Linked DNA regions of Sus scrofa: regions 1 and 3 are each linked to region 2. Evidence: chromatin contacts called from public Hi-C data. All regions are on one chromosome and are shown on one strand. Each heading gives the region's core, a stretch centred on a gene start, on an enhancer-like site or on the middle of the called end of the contact. The rest is flanking DNA. Distances are from core to core; before and after follow the strand shown.

Region 1 (3,272 bases), core at 480-2,979, 460 kb after region 2:
TAGGCTAATATATTTCCATGGCTAATCATTTTTCTCTGGAATGTTAGATATATGCCCCCAGATTATCACATTTTATCTATTATAAGACTCCATCAGTAGTAAGACATGCCATCATTTTACCTACTACTAAGAAAGAAAAACTTTCCCAATTAAACTATGATGTGCCATCAGTTTTAAGAAGGATCCTGATTCAAGAAATGCTTACATGTCAAAAAATAAAAAATAAACCTTACCTCTTGTAATTGATGAAATAAGATTCAGTTTTTACAAGAGGTGGTTTTTTGGTTTTGTTTTGTTTGATTTTTAAATTGATGTATAGTTTATTTACAATATTATGTTATTTTCATGTGTACAACATTGTGATTAAGTATTTTTATAGATGATACTCCATTAAAAGTTACTGCAAAATAATGGTTATAATTCCCTGAACTAGATACCATATATCTTTTTGATTTCTATTTTATGTATAGTAGTTTGTATCTCTTAATCCTATACCCAATTTGCTCCTCCCCCCCTTCCTTCTCTTCTTTGGTAACCACTAGTTAGCTTTATGTAGGCAGAAAATAAAATTTAGCTTTAGATTAGTGATCAAAATAAATATACTCAAAATTTCTAGTTCAGATTCTACTCTAAATCATGCTGTTTGTTCAGAATATAAAACAGTTTATATTCAATTTTAATACAAATCTGCTTAAATCTTACTTTGTTTTTTTCAGGAAGCGATGATGTCTGAATAACCAGATGAAGCCCACAATTCACCTACAATGTAAAAATTAAAATATGCTTTTAACACACACACACTCCTCCCCAAAACAGTACAGCTAAAGATATAACAAAAATTAGAATAAAATGGAATGCTTGCTTTTTGTTTCTTTTTTGTGGTAAACTATCATGTTCTGGGAATTTGCTGAAAACAATAAAATCAAGACTAAGAATTAGAAGGTTTCACTGTGGTTTATTTTCCAAAATGTCTGCAGCAATTTAACCCTCTACTTAGCACCTCAGGCTTTTGACACTTGCCATTTCAAGTCTAGGCAAATACCTCAGTGAGACAGGTGAAGGAGTTGGGGGTGCCTGTTAATAATAAATTATTTTCTTAATTTTAAAAAAAGTAATTGGCCAGTTAAAGGAATTTAAATGAACCCTAGCCTTTCACAGCAGACCAGCTCCACCTTCTGGGAAGCCCAGATCTACGACAAGACTTTGAATACCCATCACAATATAAAATACCCTCCAAGTGTCTTGGTCCAGTCCATGAATCTCAAGCCTCGGTCAGACAATAGCTTGAGTAGACTCAGCGGTCCGGGACCCAATAATACAGCCCATCACCTAGGACAAAGACGCCAGTTAGAAAGGACGCTACGAATGTGAGAAAAGTAGAAGACTCAACCTACGTTGCTCGCAGCTCGGCCAGAAACAGAGCGGTATTTTCCGGGAATCATGGCAGGAGACTGTCCAAGAAGATCTGTTAGATCTGCCTTAAAAGTGACGCTACAGCACAGATTCAAAGAGACCGAAAGGGGTCATCTCCCAGGCAACCCGCTCAGCAGTTACCATGGAAACTACCATTTCCGGTCTGGTCCTCTACCAAATCAACCGGCCAGTGCACCCGTTGGAGCCTCTGGTTATATTTGGAGGGCCCAATACGTCACTACTCCCTTGTTCTATTTTCCTGGCCAGAAAACAAGGGAGCAGGAATGTGGAGAGGAGGATAAGACCGGGAAAAGGCCGGCCACCTGGGTAGCTATGACAACCACCACTTCCGGTCCGTCCTTCTTTACGGCCCACCTCAGCTGGGCCCGCGCGAAATTTGTATCTCTGCCTGTGACCACTCTCCGGGGAGGATTGGAGGCAAGAGGAGGAGAAGGAGGATCTGCAAGAGCCTGGTACTCTCCGAGGTGGGGCCGCAGTTCGGCACTTCCGGCGGCTGGAGGTGGGGGGAAGACACGAGGCCGACGCTGCCTCTGCAGGTGAGGGCGCAGGCCCCCAGCTCCCCAGCCCCCTAGGCAGCTACTATTCCCGCCCGCTGCGTGGCCGCCCACTGCGGCAACACCACCAAGTCAGGGAAGTCGCTGTTCCGCTTCCCCAAAGACCGGGCGGTGCGGTGCAACCACTTCGTACGGGGCCGCCGCGCCGACTGGTATGGGGGCCGTGACCGCTCTGTCAATTGTTCTGACCACTTCGCTCCAGCCTATTTCAGTGTCTCTTCGGTGATCCAGAAGAACTTGGGCTTCTCCCAGCGCCTGAGACTCGTGGCGGGCGCGGTGCCCATCCTGCACTGGCTGTCCTCCCCTGCACCTAAAGGGGAAGAAGAAGGCGACCGAACGGGTGGCCCCGAAAAGGGAGAAGAACCCCAGACAGGCAGGCAGCCCGAGACCGCCCCGGGGCCGGCCTCCTGTACTGCCCTCTAAGCCAGGAAGAAGGTTGTGACTTCACAGGTAAAGGGCTTCTTCACAGTAGTCCATCGAGGGTCGTAAAAGCATCCCGGATCTGTGGCTAGGCTCCTCCATTTAGTGTCATCTTGGGAAAGTCACCTCATCTCGAAGTTTTCTATTTACTCAGTGATATCCAAGAGCCTATTTAGCACTGACACTTTGGAATTAGAATTCCTTCTACCTCCTCTTCCCCAAACTAACTCTCACTCTCTCTTCTCTCTTCCTCCCTCTCTCATCCTTCACAGTTACCTCCACTCTCTGCTCCTGAGATTTTAACAGAAAGGGTTTAATTTGAGCACATCTCAAGGAATGAGGTGTTTAAAACTATTTCTGTACAGCATAGTACATAAGCATACTGTCAAAACAATGGGGGAAGTAGAGATGCTGATGAGGTTGAGTCTTGCTGACAACCCCTTCCCACTCCTAAACTTCCTCTTGACCAGCTGCCTTTAAATTAAATCATTCTAAAGAGATGAATTTTCCTACCTTGCTCTCTTCTGCCTGCTTTCTCCGGTATTCATAAGCATTGATTATACTTATTTTGCACCGGGTCACTACTGTCTTCCCCACTTCCCATCTTAATACTTCCTAGCCTTCTTTGAGTTAGTCAAACTTCAGCCCTACCACCATAACATAGATTAAATTATGACTGTTAACTGGATCTAAAAGGTGTTCAGTTTTAGAGATAGAAAGAATTCACCAATAAATCAAATGATCTGTAAGTGACATTTTGGCTTTGAATATAAAGTGGTAGCTGTAGAATTTTAGAGCTGAAGGAAACCTAGGTGCTCATCTAGTCCAAACTCACAATTTATGCAGAAGGAAGCCAATATAGGA
Region 2 (2,972 bases), core at 266-2,765:
CCCACTGAGCCACAAGGGAACACCTAAGTTTCTGTTTAAGATTTCAGGAGGCCTTGACCACAAACAGGACCTGGGCTCTAAATTTTTTTATTTTTGGGCGGCTCCTGAGGCAATTGGAGGTTCCCAGGCTAGCAGCTGAATGGGGGCTACAGCTGCTGGCCTACACCACAGCCCATAGCAATGCTGGATCCTTAACCCACTGAGCAAGGCCAGGGATCGAACCTGCAACCTCATGGTTCCTAGTTGGATTTGTTTCCACTGCGCCACGATGGGAACTCCTAAAATTTTAATGCTTAGTTAATCCTATTCTTGATCATTTTTTGGAAAGGAGGTTAGGAAAGCCAGTTTCTAACTTATTCTTCGGTTCATTCATTTACACATTTTTAAAACATTTATTGAATAATCTTAATAACTTAAGCACTGTGGATATAAATATGTCTAACACTGATTGACTCTCTGCCTTAGCAGCTTAGACATATGTCAAAATAACTGTAACATAATATGATAAGCATTTTAATAGGCACAAGCAGAAAGTGCTTTTAGAATCCAGTTTGCTTGGGGAAGAGATACAAGAGGGAGTCCACTGAGGGTCACACAGCTCAGGATTCCGGCGAAGTAACAGCTCTCCACCCTATTTTCAGGCTTGAATCAGGCACACGTTTGGCACAGGCGAGAACGATTTACCCAATGCAACGATTCTCTTGGTTTCAGCAAGGAACCACAGAACTCTAAGCAAAAGCCCACAAAATAAAGCCCATAACCAAATGAAAAAAAAAAAAAAAAAAAAAGGAACTTAGGGCAAAGGGCAGAGAAGCGAGCAGGGTGGTTTGGTTCTGATCAAAGCCTGAGAGCCAGCTGGGAGAGGAGGTGGGAAATCTCCACCAAGCGTGGGTGGAGTGTGGGCGCCGCATGGAAGGTGATAGAGATAAGGAGGGCAGGTGGGTGGCAGAAGGAGGTCTTTCCCCTCAACAGAAAGCACCACGGGAAACAGCACTCTGCTACTCGCTTAGCTTCTTCCTATCTTTAGCTCTGTCCGGACTCAAGAAATTCAGTGTGAGCAAAATTAAAAGCAAGATGAGGGACGCAGGAGGCTGGGGAGGTGCCACACACTCTCCTTGACCTTCCAGGCCTTATGTCCCTGGGATCTGGGCAAGAGGGCTTTACGGCCTTGTATTCTCAGCATCAACTACCCTGCCCATCTCAGCCAAAGTGGAAGAAGCTCTGTGTTGCATTCAGGACCCATTTCATTTGCTGAAAGCCAACAGATAGAGTCCCTCAATTCATTTACACATTGGTTTGAAGCACCTACTCACAAGCAAAGGGCCAGGAATTGCTCCTGGCCTGGACAGGTGGCAGGCCAGAGTGATGGGAACAAAGAGTCACAAGAAGTGGGAACAGAAGAACAGAAGCAGTGCTCCAGGGGACCAGCCAATGGCTTTTGAGCAGAGTCCACTGGGTGGCCCAAGAGTGGACATTAGAAGGGTTCTCTAGGATGCCAGGCAGTGCATACATTCTTGTGAAGGCACAGCCCTGCGAGTCTGCTAGGTCAGGGAGCAACATGTGCCAGCCCTGCCAGCACTGGGGCCCAGGAGGCCTGGCAGGAGACAGATGATGAAGGGCCTGGACTTTATTCCCTAGGCAATGGGGAGCCACTTTGCTGTACAGCAGAAATTAACACAGCATTGTAAATCAACTATATTTCAATTAAAAAAAAAAAGAGGGCTTCAAATGCACTCTTTCGCTTTAGGCAAAGTCGGGGATAGAGCACTTTCCCTTCAAAGCCTGGCTATCTATATGCAGTCTTTTGCCTAAGGCCAACATTTGGGATCCTTCACTCCCTGTCGAGAAGGAAGTGTCATCCAGGACTGCAGGATTGGAGAGGAATCCCCAAGCTCTCCAGCCCCCAGCCCAAGGACGTCTGCATTCTTCCTGCCTCTCTTCCAATTCTTGGATCTAAGACACCATAGGAGCTCCAGTAACAGGGTAAACAGGCTAGTGGGGGGAGCACTCAGCCGGGCGCTGGGATAAAACACTCCAGCTTGCTCTGGGAGGACCCGGGGGCTTTTCTGTGGCTTCGCATCCGGAGGACGCCCTTCTTCCCCAGCTACTCTTCTGTGGGTTGAGCTCATATCCTTATTTAACGCTTGTCACTTTTCATTAACTTTTGTTGCAGGCCTGGGTTTGCTTTCAACTCTCTGAGGCCAGCAGAGGCTTCCTGGAGCTATTGCAGATATAGACACCCCTGTGAGAGAGTAACAGCTGTCTCAGGCCCAAGTCAGAGAGAGATAGCAATTTGAATTCTGGGCTTCCAATCAAATATTCAGAAAAGGGCACTTTCCCCTTTGCAAGTTGCAAAGGAGACAGAATGTCAGTCTGGGAAGCAAATGTATTTCTGATTATTTAAAGTTCTAAGAGGATGGGACAGTCAGTGGTTCCAGCAGTGTCAATAAGCAAATTTCAGGCAAGTGAACAGAGAACAAATATGAAGTTAATATCAATGTCGTGCTTATAACAACAAATTCCTGTTCATTTGCTCACATCCTAGGGAATGTGCCTCAGTTTTTCAGCAATTATCATCTCCCACCTGTGCTGTCGTACACCACTGGTTTTCATCAATTACTAGCTAAGAATCCTTACCCTCGTCCTTGTAAATGTGTGTGTGTGTTTTTTTTTTTTTTTTTTTTTTTCATCTCCTCACCTCAAAGACAATGCAACACTAAGAAAAGAAGCTCCCCCAATGGAAAGAGATGATATTGCGTCTTCCTTCCAACCCATCTCACCTCTCTATATTTACATTTCTAGTTCTTTGTGGACTGTATTTTAATCAAAGCATCTTTTAAAACTTTGTGGCACAAAGTGTGATCCGTGGACCAGCAGCATCAGCATCACAGGGGAGCTTGTTAGAGACGTAGATGACTCAGACACTTTCCCAGACCTACCAATGCAGAGTCTGCCATGATTCACACTGCAGT
Region 3 (3,371 bases), core at 170-2,669, 260 kb after region 2:
CGAAATCATCTTTAAAATGTTTTCTTCTTTGTATTTTGAGACCCAATAAAATCCTATTAAGCCCAACCACTCCATCACTTTTATCAGTAAAGTAGAAGACATACGCAGGATATACAGGTTTTTAAGGGCTATGTGATCTTTGAAAAATCTTTAGCCTATCCTGTGGCTTCAGCTGTGAAAGGACAGTTGGACAGGATGATTCCTTAGAGCTCTCTCAGGTCTCTATTTCTCTTATTCCAACAGGCATCCCAGGATTGCTCCAGCTACCCTGGTCCAAGGCTTCAGATTTACTCACTGCCTGCCAAAGGACGCAGGGCTGCCTGGAGCGGGTCACAAAGGAGACGGGGAAAAAAACGCAAGCACGCACATTCAACAGGCACTAACCGAGGCCAGGGGGCGTGGGGCTGGGTGGGGACTGCTTTAGGAGACCCTGCCCCCAGACCCCACAAATTCCAGATACTAAGTGGGCCTGAGAATGACCTGAAAGCCTCTTTCCAAGTTAGAGCTGATGCTATTTCTAAGAAGCAGGAAAAAAAAAAAAAAAAATGCTAACTTCCAGATCGCTAAAGCTCCATTATGGGCTAGTTTGGGAAAAGCGAGTTCTCTAAGCGCGCCAAGAGGCTGCAGGTACTTGGGCTGCACTTGAGGAAGTGTCCGGAGTTGGCAGAAACAGCCCATCCTCTCGGGCTTCACACACAGTTTTGAGGCTTCCTAGAAAACCGTGGGGCCGAGGCCCCAGGCTTCGGCTCGACGCGCGCGGACCGAGATTCAACCAGCTCTCTCTGGCCCTGGGCGGGAGGTTGGCGGGATGGGATGGAGGCGCGCAGGCTGGGTGTGCACTCTCCTATCCCCATCTACTCCGACCAAAAGCGCTCGGGGCCCCAACTCCACGATGGCCAAGGCTGACTGTCCTAGAGTTTCCGAGTGGAGAATGGAGTGGTGAGTGCCGGCACTGGGACAGAGCGAATCCTCCAGAAAGGGAAAGGGAGGCGCAGCCGTCCGCACGGAACAGGCGCGCGCTAGCTCCCTTTGCCCGGCTCGGGCGCAGACCCCTGGCGCCCCGGACACACCCACCGCACCTCGCGGGCCACGCCAGCCCACCCGGCCGTCCACAGGGGGCCCGAGAGGCGGGCAGCGGCCGGGTCGAGGCCCCGCGGGCTGGGGCAGGGGGCGCGCGGTGCGCGCGGCTCTGCTCACCTGGCGGTTCGCGTCCCGGAGCGGCGGACGGCCGCGTAGCCTCGCCCCCGCGTGGTTCCCGGCGCCGGGCAGCCCGGAGCCCGCCGCATGGACGGCCGCCGCTGCCGCCGCCCCGCGTTCGTCCTGCACCGGCTCCCGCTGCGGCCGGGTTCAGCGTCGGGCTGCGCGGGCGGCCAGCTGCTCGGGCGCGCGCAGAGCTCTGCCTCAGAGTTTGCTATCCCGAGAGCCGGGATCCGTGCTCCTTCGCTCCCTCCTCCCTTCCCTACTCACGGCCTTTTGCTGTCATCTGGAGCCGCTCCTGCCGCCCCCTGGCGGTCACCTTGGGAAGCACCGGCCTCTCAACCCACTCCCGCACCCCTGAGGGCCCCCTTACAAGGATGAGCACCCGGGATCCCTGGATCCCCAGAAAACAAAGGTCAGCCCGTCCTGGCCGTCCTGGCCCCCAGACAGTCTAGGCCAAGGAAACTAGGGAGGAGGGTGACAAGAGTGAAAGGAAGAGTGGTCCGGGCAGGCCAAGTAAGAGCAAAAAGCGGTGAGACTAGGAGGTAAGTAAGCTAGGGCCACATGGTAGAAGGTCTTGAATTCCGCACTAATCTTATCTTGAGGTTTATAGGAGCCATTGAAGGATCGAGGCACAGGAGGAATAGAGACATCCTTGCCTTTTGGAATAACCATTCTGGCTGCAACAGGGTGAAGATGAGGCTGAAGCAGGGAGCCAGCAAGAAAGTTTTTACTGTAAACAATAGCAGAAAAGAAGCCAGTGAACTCTGAGGACAGCCAAAGAGGAGCCCGGGTCTAAAAGGCACACACAATCACAATCTCACACTCACACACAAGACCCGACTCACTGGGCTCCTTCGAAGGCAAGGGAAAAGAGAATTGGGAGCCCTCCAAATTCTAACTAAGGTTAGACAGCATGGGGGAGAGAGAAGACACTTTCTGACAGCCAGAGGGATTCAGCATTTCCCTTATCTTAGGGTAATACTGTGTGGGACGAAAAAAGCCTGCTGCAAGACAATAATAAAAATCAAACTTTGATCTATATATCCAGGCCCTTCTTTTTACTATTATTTGGTAAATACTGTCCCAAAGAGGGCATGATGAAAGTAACCCAACTAGCTAATGGCAGGAAAATTACTAGAGCCCAGTTTCCTGGTTCCTAATGCAGTGCCATATTCTTTAAATTCAAAAGCAAATGTTTAGAGCTAGTGAGGTAGTAAATGGAGTGAGTGACTGTGAGAAAATGTCCCCCCTCCCAGGAGGGGGTGGCAGTGACCTTAAATATTTGAAGAGGCTGTCCAGAAACAGGTACCCTTGTCAGCTTGTTTGTTTATGACTGTCTCCAAAGCCTGCCTGCAGGCTGCACCTGCAGACAATGGAGGTAGCTGCAGAATGTAAGCTCACTGCCCCAGAGCCAGGCCAAACCAGGGACTGGTGGGGTGTGTGGGAGCAGAGAGGAGAAAAGCGGGGCAGGTAGAGGAGAAAGTGACAACCCATGAGATTAGGCCAAAGAAAAAGCCAGTTCTGCCTGATTCAAGCTGGTTCAAATGAGATGAACTAATTCCACACTCAAACATTTTGATTGGAGGCACCTGGTATGAGTGGGATTAAGTTAATTCTGAGTGTCACGAGTCCCTTGCCTCTAACAGCTCTGGCCAGTTTAAACTACCTAAAATGATAGAAAAATTATACAACATTGTGATACCAATGCCAGTGAATTGAACACTTAATTTGGTTAAAATGGTAAATTTTATGTAATGCATATTTTACCACAATTTTTAAAAAGAAAACAAAACTAATAAAATTTTTCAAATTGAACTGTTTTATTGATTTATTGAAGAAGTCTGTGCCGAGTGCCGAGTAGGGCCTTGGTACTCAGAGGTTAAAATGAAATAAAACATTCCAGCTTCCAAGACGCTCAGGGTAAGATGAGAGAGGAGCAAAATAGTCAAAAATATCATCCTGGTAGGTTGTAGGTATAACTGGGGCATCTGCAGAAGATCTGGGATCTCGTGAGAGGGGATGAGAAATCTGCGATGTTCTGCCTGAGCTGAGTTGTAAAGGATGAGGGAAGGTTGTTCCTCAGGCAGGGCATGTATGAGCTGGGGCAGGAGCAAAGGATATGAAGTTTGGTTTTGGTTTTGGTGTTTTTTTCTTTCATTAATTTTAGACAT

The links. A called contact is a pair of places that touch in the nucleus more often than the background predicts.
Region 1: a contact with region 2 is called in a Hi-C map of fetal skeletal muscle, with 2.7 times the contacts expected there. The contact joins the promoter of LRRC49 here to the enhancer-like site in region 2. A contact is called at or near these places in 9 of 47 Hi-C or Micro-C datasets (brain, embryonic fibroblasts, fetal skeletal muscle and 5 more).
Region 3: a contact with region 2 is called in a Hi-C map of skeletal muscle, with 4 times the contacts expected there. The contact joins the promoter of THSD4 here to the enhancer-like site in region 2. A contact is called at or near these places in 5 of 5 promoter capture datasets (fetal liver, fetal skeletal muscle, liver and 1 more), 25 of 47 Hi-C or Micro-C datasets (adipose tissue, alveolar macrophages, brain and 15 more) and 1 of 2 datasets of contacts at active chromatin or transcription factors (skeletal muscle).

What each region holds. Positions count from the first base shown.
Region 1 is chr1:168,551,818-168,555,089 of Sscrofa11.1, reverse strand. It overlaps LRRC49 (leucine-rich repeat-containing protein 49), which reads right to left and starts at 1,729. Exons shown (of 18, transcript XM_001928481.7): 1 at 1,395-1,729; 2 at 703-759. The coding sequence starts at 1,442.
Region 2 is chr1:169,008,179-169,011,150 of Sscrofa11.1, reverse strand. The region is part of intron 7 of THSD4 (thrombospondin type-1 domain-containing protein 4); the gene reads right to left. Among named protein-coding and RNA genes, the nearest start is that of NANOG, 54 kb to the left of the region's middle. Within about 2 kb of position 1,515, at least 12 of the 83 cell types and tissues checked have an H3K27ac peak or open chromatin away from gene starts, as enhancers often do. A contact at or near this core is called in fetal skeletal muscle, omental adipose tissue and skeletal muscle, where this site is marked.
Region 3 is chr1:168,749,451-168,752,821 of Sscrofa11.1, reverse strand. It overlaps THSD4 (thrombospondin type-1 domain-containing protein 4), which reads right to left and starts at 1,419. Exons shown (of 18, transcript XM_021073924.1): 1 at 1,198-1,419.